Linked DNA regions of Macaca mulatta: region 1 is linked to region 2. Evidence: chromatin contacts called from public Hi-C data. All regions are on one chromosome and are shown on one strand. Each heading gives the region's core, a stretch centred on a gene start, on an enhancer-like site or on the middle of the called end of the contact. The rest is flanking DNA. Distances are from core to core; before and after follow the strand shown. Region 1 overlaps UMAD1 (UBAP1-MVB12-associated (UMA) domain containing 1). Region 2 overlaps UMAD1 (UBAP1-MVB12-associated (UMA) domain containing 1).

Region 1 (4,484 bases), core at 1,703-4,202, 83 kb after region 2:
GATTTTTCAAAAAACATCTAAGGTTTCAAAAATGGTCACCCTCTGTATCCATGAGTTCCTCATGGGTGGATTCAACCAACAGTAGATCAAACATATTCAGGAAAAAAAAAATTGCTTGTGGTTGCCAAGCGCGGTGGCTCAGGCCAGTATTCCCAACACTTTGGGAGGCTAAGCAGGGTGGATCACTTGAGGCCAGGAGTTCAAGACCAGCCTGGCCAACATGGTGAAACCCCATCTCTACTAAAAATACAAAAAAAAAAAAAAAAAAATTAGCCGGGAATGGTGGCACACGCCTGTAATCCCAGCTACTTGGGAGTCTAAGGCATGAGAATCGCTTGAAGGTGGGAGGCAGAGGTTGCAGTGAGCCAAGATCGTGCCACTGCACTCCAGCCTGGGTGACGGAGTGAGACACTGTCTCAAAAAAAAAAAAAAAAAAAATTGCATCTGTACTAAACTTTTCTTGTCACTATTCCTCAAACAATACAGTAAAACAACTGTTTACATAGCATTTACATTGTATTAGGTGTTTTAAGTAATCTAGGGATGATTTAAAGTATATGGGAGGATGTATGTAGGTCATTTGCAAAAACCATGCTCTTTTATATCAGAGGCTTGAGCGTCCATGGATTTTGTTATGAGCGGGAGTCCTGAACCAATTTCCCACAGATACCAAGGGAAAACTGTATATTACTCATAGAAAATGAATTTCGGCTGGAAGCGGTGGCTCATGCCTATAATCCCAGCACTTTGGGAGGCCGAGGCGGGCAGATCACCTGAGGTCAGGAGCTTGAGACTGGCCTGGCCAACGTGGTGAAACCCCGTCTCTACTCAAAACACAAAAATTAGCCAGGCGTGGTGGCGGGTGCCTGTAATCCCAGCTACTTGGGAGGCTGAGGCAGGAGAATCACTTGAACCCAGGAAGCAGAGGTTGCAGTGAGCAGAGACAGCGCCATTGCACTCCAGCCTGGGCAACAAGAACAAAAACTCTGTCTTAAAAAAACAAAACAAAACAAAACAAATTTCATTTCATAGGATTATGTATGAAGCTTTATGCTCTTTTTCTATTTAATGATTTAATATCTTGAAGGAAATGTAATTACCCAGAAATTCTGTGGTTTTATTTGCTTTTTGTTTGTCTATGGCTCAACTAAAAAAGAAACTGTAACTTTGTTTTATGAAGTCTTTTTCAAAGTATCTTAACGTATTATTGGATTATGTACAATTATTAGAGTGAACTATAGTGCTTCTCAGCCTTGCATGAATTCTAGAATCATCTGGAGAACTCTGGGGGGAAAAAAATCAATACCTGGGGCTAATCCCAGGACCATTTAATCAGAATCTAGCAATGGGTCCCAGCACCAGTATTTTTCTCTAAGTATCCCCTAATGCACAGGAGGGTTAGAATCACAGAGTTAGAGAGATAGATCCCTAATTTACATTTGAGTCAACTAAGTCCACTGAGCCCCAGAAAAAAATGAATGACTTTCCCACAATTAATCGTGCCAAACAGAAGGCTCAGTTCTGCCTCTCAGTAGAGCTGGCACCTTTGCTATTCCTTCATGCAATTGCCTTTCACTGTACATTCAAAGAGTTAAGGAAGGGTGGTGCACCCCACATGGGGACGGCGTAACCTAACTTTTTCACCTCCGTAAAACTGAAACTGAAACACTGCTAGATTAACAGGTAAACCAGAATCAAGTAACAGTGAATGAAAATACTGTTAATTCTATCCATTAGACACAGAACGCCACATTTCTTAATAGAAAAACAAGCATCTACATAATGAGTTAGTTGAAACATCCTGGCATACTTGCTTTACAATTTAAAGGTCAAAAGTAAAAACACAAAAATTGCTAAGTAAATTAAATGTAAATTGAGTTTTTCTGGATATCCTGATACATGGGTAAGGAGACAGTGATAGGGTAAGTTGCTTTTTAATCCATGAACACTCTAATTTTTTAAAGATCTGGTATACATTTTTATAAGAACAGGGAATAAAAATAGGAAGCACATGTTGAAAACTGGTTTAGTTTTTGTCACTGTTTTAATTAAAGCCTTTGACCCTAGACAGAATCAAAGTGACTTACTGTCCCTCATTCCTTAGAATGGAAATGTTTATGTACACAGCTAAATTTCGACTTTTAAATAAAGGAAACAACACAGCGATGAAGAGACTACCTTTAAAAGTTCTATATAAAAATGTGATAGTTTAACTGAAGTATGTACATGTGGTTTGATTCCCAGAATGAGGAATTCAGGAGGAGATAATCTTAAAAATAACTCACTTCTTTTCAAAATCTGATTGATCATTTAGACTGGAGAACAGAAGGTGAGACTAAATTACATAAATATCTTTAAAGTATTTTAAAAGGTGAAATCCAAGCTGCTGTGAATTATTAAATTCTGGTTCTACATTCAGCGAGTGTTACAAAATAATTAGCTTAATGGAAACTAGAAGTTCTTATGCCCTACTTTAAGAAGCACCTGCATATTCTGAAAACCATGATGCATTTCAGTTGTACTGTAACCCAATTCCTTTAATCTCTATGACAGTGTTTGCCCAATTTCATTCTGCCTGTTTCAAAGTTAATTTAATATTTGGTCAACAATATTAGTGAACCAACAACAATATCTAAATTGTTCCTTTTCATTTATATCCTATTATTTTTTGTTATTTTTCCTTGTTTTTGCTATAACATAATAAGCTAATTCATGCTTTTGTCTTAGTTTTGGAAGCAATTATATCCTAACATTTATGCAATACCCCTTTTCCTAACTTAAAATAACTATGAGCTTGCTACTACAGTAGTAAATTTGTAATCAATTTAAAGATAATGTCTTAAAAGTACAATTAAACATGTCATAACAGAAGAAAACCCTGGTAATTACAAATAGTGCCATGCTTGTAGGATTTTTAAACAGTAGTATAAGGCTATGAAAAATCGCCACCCAGTGATGCAAATGAAAACTGCAATTTGTTTTTGTGTAAAATGAGTACCCTGGAGGATTACTTCAACTTCATTACTGAATGAAGGAATAGCTATTACCTTCTTACGTGAATAGGAACTGGTTACAAGGGAAAGGATGTTTTTCTACAAGAATTTTTTTCCCTTAATCTTATTCAGCACACTCAACATTTTACAAAGGCTAAAAGCTTTGGAAATCTTAATGGGGAGAAAGGTTTTCCGTCCAAATGTGAGCTAACTGTATATGAACAGCCCAGATATTCCTATTACCAAAACAAGTGTCTAGACTCTGCCCAGACCTGAATTTCAAGTCATGATGTGTTGATTCCATCAACTCTGCAATGCCATCTAATAATTGTGACCTAAAACCTATTTGTGTTAAGCAGAAATGCTTGCCTAGGGGAAAAGGTATTATCAAGTGGAAAAAAAATAGATAATTTATAGCTTAAACAACATAATTTGCTCTGATCTTTCTAGAAACGGGTTATAAGGGCCACATAAGGAGATAATCTAACAAATTCTGTAGCGTCCATATTGATAAAAAGTTGTTGCTACAAATATAATCATGTTTATAAGTCTTTACTTAGTTGTATCATTCAGACATCAAGAAACACACAAACCAACAAAATATATTTATTTTTCTGTAATGTACCTATTGCACACGATGCCACAAAAAAAGTTATGTGGATATATGCTGACCACAACATATGTGTATGCAACTAAAAAACTATCAGAACTAATAAATAAATTCAGTAAGGTTACAGGATACAAAATCACATACAAAAATCAATAGCATTTTTATACACCAACAGCAAACAATTTGAAAAAGAAACCAAGAAAGTCATCCCATTTATAAAGCTACCAGTAAAATAAAATACTTAGGAATAAATTTAACCAAAGTGAAAGATCTCTAAAATAAAAATTATAAAATACTGATGAAAAAACCAAAGAGAACACACACACACACACACAAAATGGAAAGATACTCCATGTTTATGGATTGGAAGAATCGGTATTGCTAAAATGTCCATACTACCCAAAACAATCTACAGATTCAATGCAATCACTATCTAAATACCAAGGACATTCTTCACAGAAATATAAAAAACAATCCTAACATTTATACAGAACCACAAAAGACCCAGAAAAGTCAAAACCGTTCTGAGCAAAAACAACAAAATTAGAGGAATCACACTACCTGACTTCAAATTATACTAAAAAGGTATAGTAACTAAAATAGCACAGTAACGGCATAAAAACAGACACATGGACCGATGGAACCAAATACAGAACCCAGGAATAAATTCACACATTTACAATGAACTCATTTTCAGCAAAGGTGCCAAGGACGTACATTGGGAAAAGGAAGTCTCTTGAATCAGTGGTGCTGGGAAAACTGGATATCTATATGCAGAAGAATGAAACTAGACCCCTATCTCTTGCCACATACAAAAATCAAGTCAAAATGGATAAAATACTTAAATCTAAGACACGAAACTACTAGAAGAAAGCATTGGG
Region 2 (4,434 bases), core at 1,173-3,672:
AACTTACCTCAAGTGATCCAGCTCCCATCAATGCCTTAAGATGCGATTTCACTATCTGCTTAATTGGCCTAGGTATTGAGAACTGCCTATGAACGAGTTCACACTACTCTCACCTTCCATAGTCTCAGCTTCATCTAAACAAATTTGTCTTCCAACAAGTTGCTTATATCCACTGTATAACTGCATATTGCTTTACTACTTAACCAAAGCAATTTTATTTTTAAAAATTATTTTTATTACATTAAATTTTCCCCTGTTCTAAGAACTGCAGCTTCTATTTTTTCAGCACTCAATATATTGATAGCTATGGGTCTGGACATTCTTAAGTTGATATAAGACAAATGTGGTCTTAAATACTGACAACTTGTAAGAGATTTCTGCTTCCCTGCTTTATTGTAATGAGCTTGCAAGATGACCCCCCCGAAATGGCAACGGCTCTTTGTGACTGCCATATCACACTGTAACCTCATATCTGCTTTGCTGTCTGATAGCACCTGACTCCCTTTCATTATTGCTAAGCATTGTCTCTCATTAAATATCTATTTCAGATTATTCGTTCTTATATGTATTAGTTCGTATTTTCTTAGGCGGAATCTCACTATTTCCTATGACATTTCTAAAACTTTTTGGTATCTTCTTTTCTATTGCTATTTGAAATGCTTCCCAATTTACTATCATTTCTAAAACTAGTTGACATACTTCGTTTCTAATTTTAGATTTTTAATGAAAATGCAAAGGAAAACCAGATAATATATCTTCTTAGAGGCTGTATTATTTCATCTTAGAATGAATCTAAGTAAAAGCTGTAAATCATCATGCTATTAAGTCAAGTAAACCTGAACTGTTTACTTATTACATAAATCACTCTACTAATTTTGTAACTAATTTTGCAGTTTTAGTTGAGACGGGGTTTCTCCATGTTGGTCAGGCTGGTCTCGAACTCCTGACCTCAGGTGATCTGCCAGCCTCGGCGTCCCAAAGTGCTGGGATTGCAGGCATGAGCCACCACTCCTGGCCTAAATTTCAATCTTAAATACATTTAAATTTGTAAAATTCAAATGTCTTTGTGACTCCAATGACTGTAAAAATGTCATTGGCTTTGCATGTTCTCATTTATAAATGAGAGTTAAACATTGAGCACACAGGGACATAAATACAGGAATGACAGACACTGTGGTCTACTGGGGGTGGGGAAGGGAGAAGAATGTGGGCTGAAGAACCATCTATTGAGTACTATGCTCACTACCCAGGTGATGGGATCCACACCCCAAACCTCAGCATTATGCAATAGTCCCATATCACGAACTTGCACATGTACCCCTTGTATCTAAAATACAGGCTAAAATTTAATTGAAGAAAAATTAATAAACAAAGAAATAATTTTAAAATGTCATTGGCTTTAATTAAATAAAAAGCACTTCAATTAAATATCAATGATCCATAGTTAATATTTTATTCCCTACTAGGCTGTTTATAACTTGTTTCCTGTGCTCAAAACATTTAAAAATATAACTTGGCTAGGGAATTTCAGGATATTTATTTCCTAAATACTAGGTTTACATCAACATAAAACTCCTGTTTTATATCATTGTTTATTTAATATCACTCTGATTTTCTCTATTTTGAGAGTGCCAGCTTAAAAGCGTTTAAAAAAATCAAATCTGCTAAAATTAATGTTATTCAATGCATTTCAAATTAAATCCATTAAATCTTAAATATATATAATGTGCTTTTGACTCATGAAGCCTTCGATGAAAACAAATTCTAATCCAACCCAGGAAAGTGAAGAGTTAAGTATGCAATTTAGGAAAGAAATATGGCAAGTCCATATATGTGGCTCAGTCTTCGAGTGATGTTTACATCGCTCTAAGGGAATCCTGTCTCTGTCTGCACAATGTTATGACCCTTGTCATTGCCTGCCCTGGAGCAGTTGCATATGCATCTACTTCTCCCACTAAGCAAGTCTCTCCTGAAGGGCAGAAGCAAAGGAAACCTTTGTAATTTCCATGAGGCATCCCACAGCAATTTGCACAAAGCAGCCACACAATCAATGTTAAGTTATCAGAAGAGCAAAGTTCTTGAGTTTGCCTTAACACACAAGACCCATGAAAAATGAAAGGAAAAGTAACTTACACACATGGGGTGGGGTTAGTGGTAGCAGTGGTAAGAATGTTAGCAAGAAACCTCAAATGAAAATACTAAAATACATTGTGACTTCATCAGTCACTGATGTGCTTAAATAAGAGTCAAGATTTTTTTTTTTTTAAGTAACTTTTCATACTTCCCAAGTTAGAAGCTGGGGAAGCTTCATTATTTTGTTTGAAAGTTCTCCGAATTAGACACACCCATATGACACAGCCAACGTAAATAATTTGTTCTCCTGGTGTTGTCACTGCTGAACAATGATGAACGGATCAACAGTACAGATATTCCCCAAGGAAGACTGACCTATTGTGTAAAAAATACATCCCCAAACAAGGAACTGTATTTAGGATAGGTTTCTACTTTCCGAATTCTGGCACTCCCTTAGTCCCTAACTGCCTATGAATCAGTCTCCTGAAAAACCTGCAACTGATCTTTCAAAAGCAATGCAATTCAATTCAACAAACATTTATTGAGCACCCACTGTATAAAAAAGCACAAGAATGGAAACCTGAGGGAAAAGGGCCAGCAAAGGAGATTGATAAGAAGCAACAAACAGAATAGAAGGAAAAGATACAGAAGAGAGAGGTGTGTGGAATACAAAAGAGGAACTGGTCAACATTCTCAGATGTCACAAGGGGGGAAAGCTGAGATCTAGAAGAAAAGGTATCAAAATTCTTACTGAGTAAATGCAAACAATGGGATCAATAAATAAGAAAATGAGTGTCTTTCCATGTAAAGAATGATTCTGCCTTATAAATCTATGCCCCAAGAATAAGTTCTAATTCTATTAATGTCGCTACTAACCTTCCTACCATCCAGACCAGAGGTTTCTTCCTTTCCTTCTAACGACAAATGTGATCCAATACCAAGTCCTATCACTCGCACCCACAAAATTAGGCTCACAGGCATGGTAACACAGGTTGTGTACTGCACAAGGATGTGAAAAGGGGAGGAGCATTCAAACCAAAGACATATCTTTAATAATTTTCCAGCAGAGGGCAGTCAAGTGTCTTATTCTAATAAACATATTACAACAATTTTCTAACAGATGGAAGTAAAATGTCTTAAAGAAGTGGCACTTTTTTGTTTTTTTATTTTTTATTTTTTTGAGTTAGGGCTCACTTTTATCACCCAGGATGGAGTACAGTGACAAGATCACAGCTCACTGTATCCTTGACCTCCTGGGCTCTGGTGAGTCTCCCAAATCAGCCTCCCGAGTAGCTGGGACCACAGGCACATACCACCATATTGGCTAATTTTGTTGTTGTTGTTGTTGTTGAGACAGGGTTTTACCATGTTGCCTGAGCTGGACTTGAATTCCTGGGCTCAAGCAATCCACTCACCTTGGCCTCCCAAAGTGCTAGGATTACAGGCGTAGGCTACCGTGCCCAGCTAGGGGGACCTTTTTTTAATTCACAAAATGTACTAAGTAGGTCAGTGGTGGCCTTGCCCACAGTATTTCCATCTATTTTCAAGCTTTCATTCTGGCTGCAGCTACCATAAATGAGATTCACATAATATCCTGCAATAGCTTCCAAACTGATCCCCTAATTTCTTCATACTTCAGTCCATCCTACAAGCATTTTTAAAAAATCCCAAAAGTACTGTTTTGCTAGTACAACTTTTCAAAAAATCTTCAGTGGCACTATGTTATTTTTTTCAATCTCACAGTCAAGGCCCTTCATAGCATGTCCTTAACCTTCTCTTTTAGTCTATTCTTTCACTGTTCCCAAGAGGTGCCCTACTCCTAGCTGAACCTAATTATTCTCTACCTTACATATGTCCTGTCCTTCCCTGCCTTGCTGTCTTTGTTCATGTCATTCCCTCCGCCTCGAATGCTCTCCAAACTCAGTCTTCCTGGCAGAAGTTCTAAATTACATTCGGTAGTATATTCCAGGGAGAGGTTTCTGGATGACTTAACATTGTCTTCAGCAAGCATTTAAAGAAAAATCCCCTCACTTTGGCTTTGGTTCGTTTATTCCAGTTATCTACTGGTGTATAACAAACTACTTACAACTCAAGACAATGATTATTTTTATTATATCTCACAACTCTGTGGGTCAAAACTTAGGGCAGAGCTTGAGCATTTCTGCTGTTCTGTGTAGTGATGTTAAAGGTTGCTCTAGGGTACTGGTAGTCAGAAAGCAGGTGAAGGACAACTTCACTCATATTTGGTAGAATGGCTAGAAAGTTGGGTTCAGCTGGGAATGTCAGCCAGATCATCTATACACATGCCTCTATAGCATGATGGCCTCCAGCTGGCTGGACATCTTAAATGGTGGCTCCAAG

Evidence for each region. A called contact is a pair of places that touch in the nucleus more often than the background predicts.
Region 1: a contact with region 2 is called in a Hi-C map of CD4 T cells, with 2.5 times the contacts expected there. The contact joins two enhancer-like sites. A contact is called at or near these places in 2 of 14 Hi-C or Micro-C datasets (CD4 T cells and liver).

The regions. Positions count from the first base shown.
Region 1 is chr3:120,841,654-120,846,137 of T2T-MMU8v2.0, forward strand. All of the region lies in intron 3 of UMAD1 (UBAP1-MVB12-associated (UMA) domain containing 1), which reads right to left. Among named protein-coding and RNA genes, the nearest start is that of UMAD1, 39 kb to the right of the region's middle. Within about 2 kb of position 2,953, at least 15 of the 40 cell types and tissues checked have an H3K27ac peak or open chromatin away from gene starts, as enhancers often do. A contact at or near this core is called in CD4 T cells, where this site is marked.
Region 2 is chr3:120,759,074-120,763,507 of T2T-MMU8v2.0, forward strand. The region is part of intron 3 of UMAD1 (UBAP1-MVB12-associated (UMA) domain containing 1); the gene reads right to left. Among named protein-coding and RNA genes, the nearest start is that of UMAD1, 120 kb to the right of the region's middle. Within about 2 kb of position 2,423, at least 11 of the 40 cell types and tissues checked have an H3K27ac peak or open chromatin away from gene starts, as enhancers often do. A contact at or near this core is called in CD4 T cells, where this site is marked.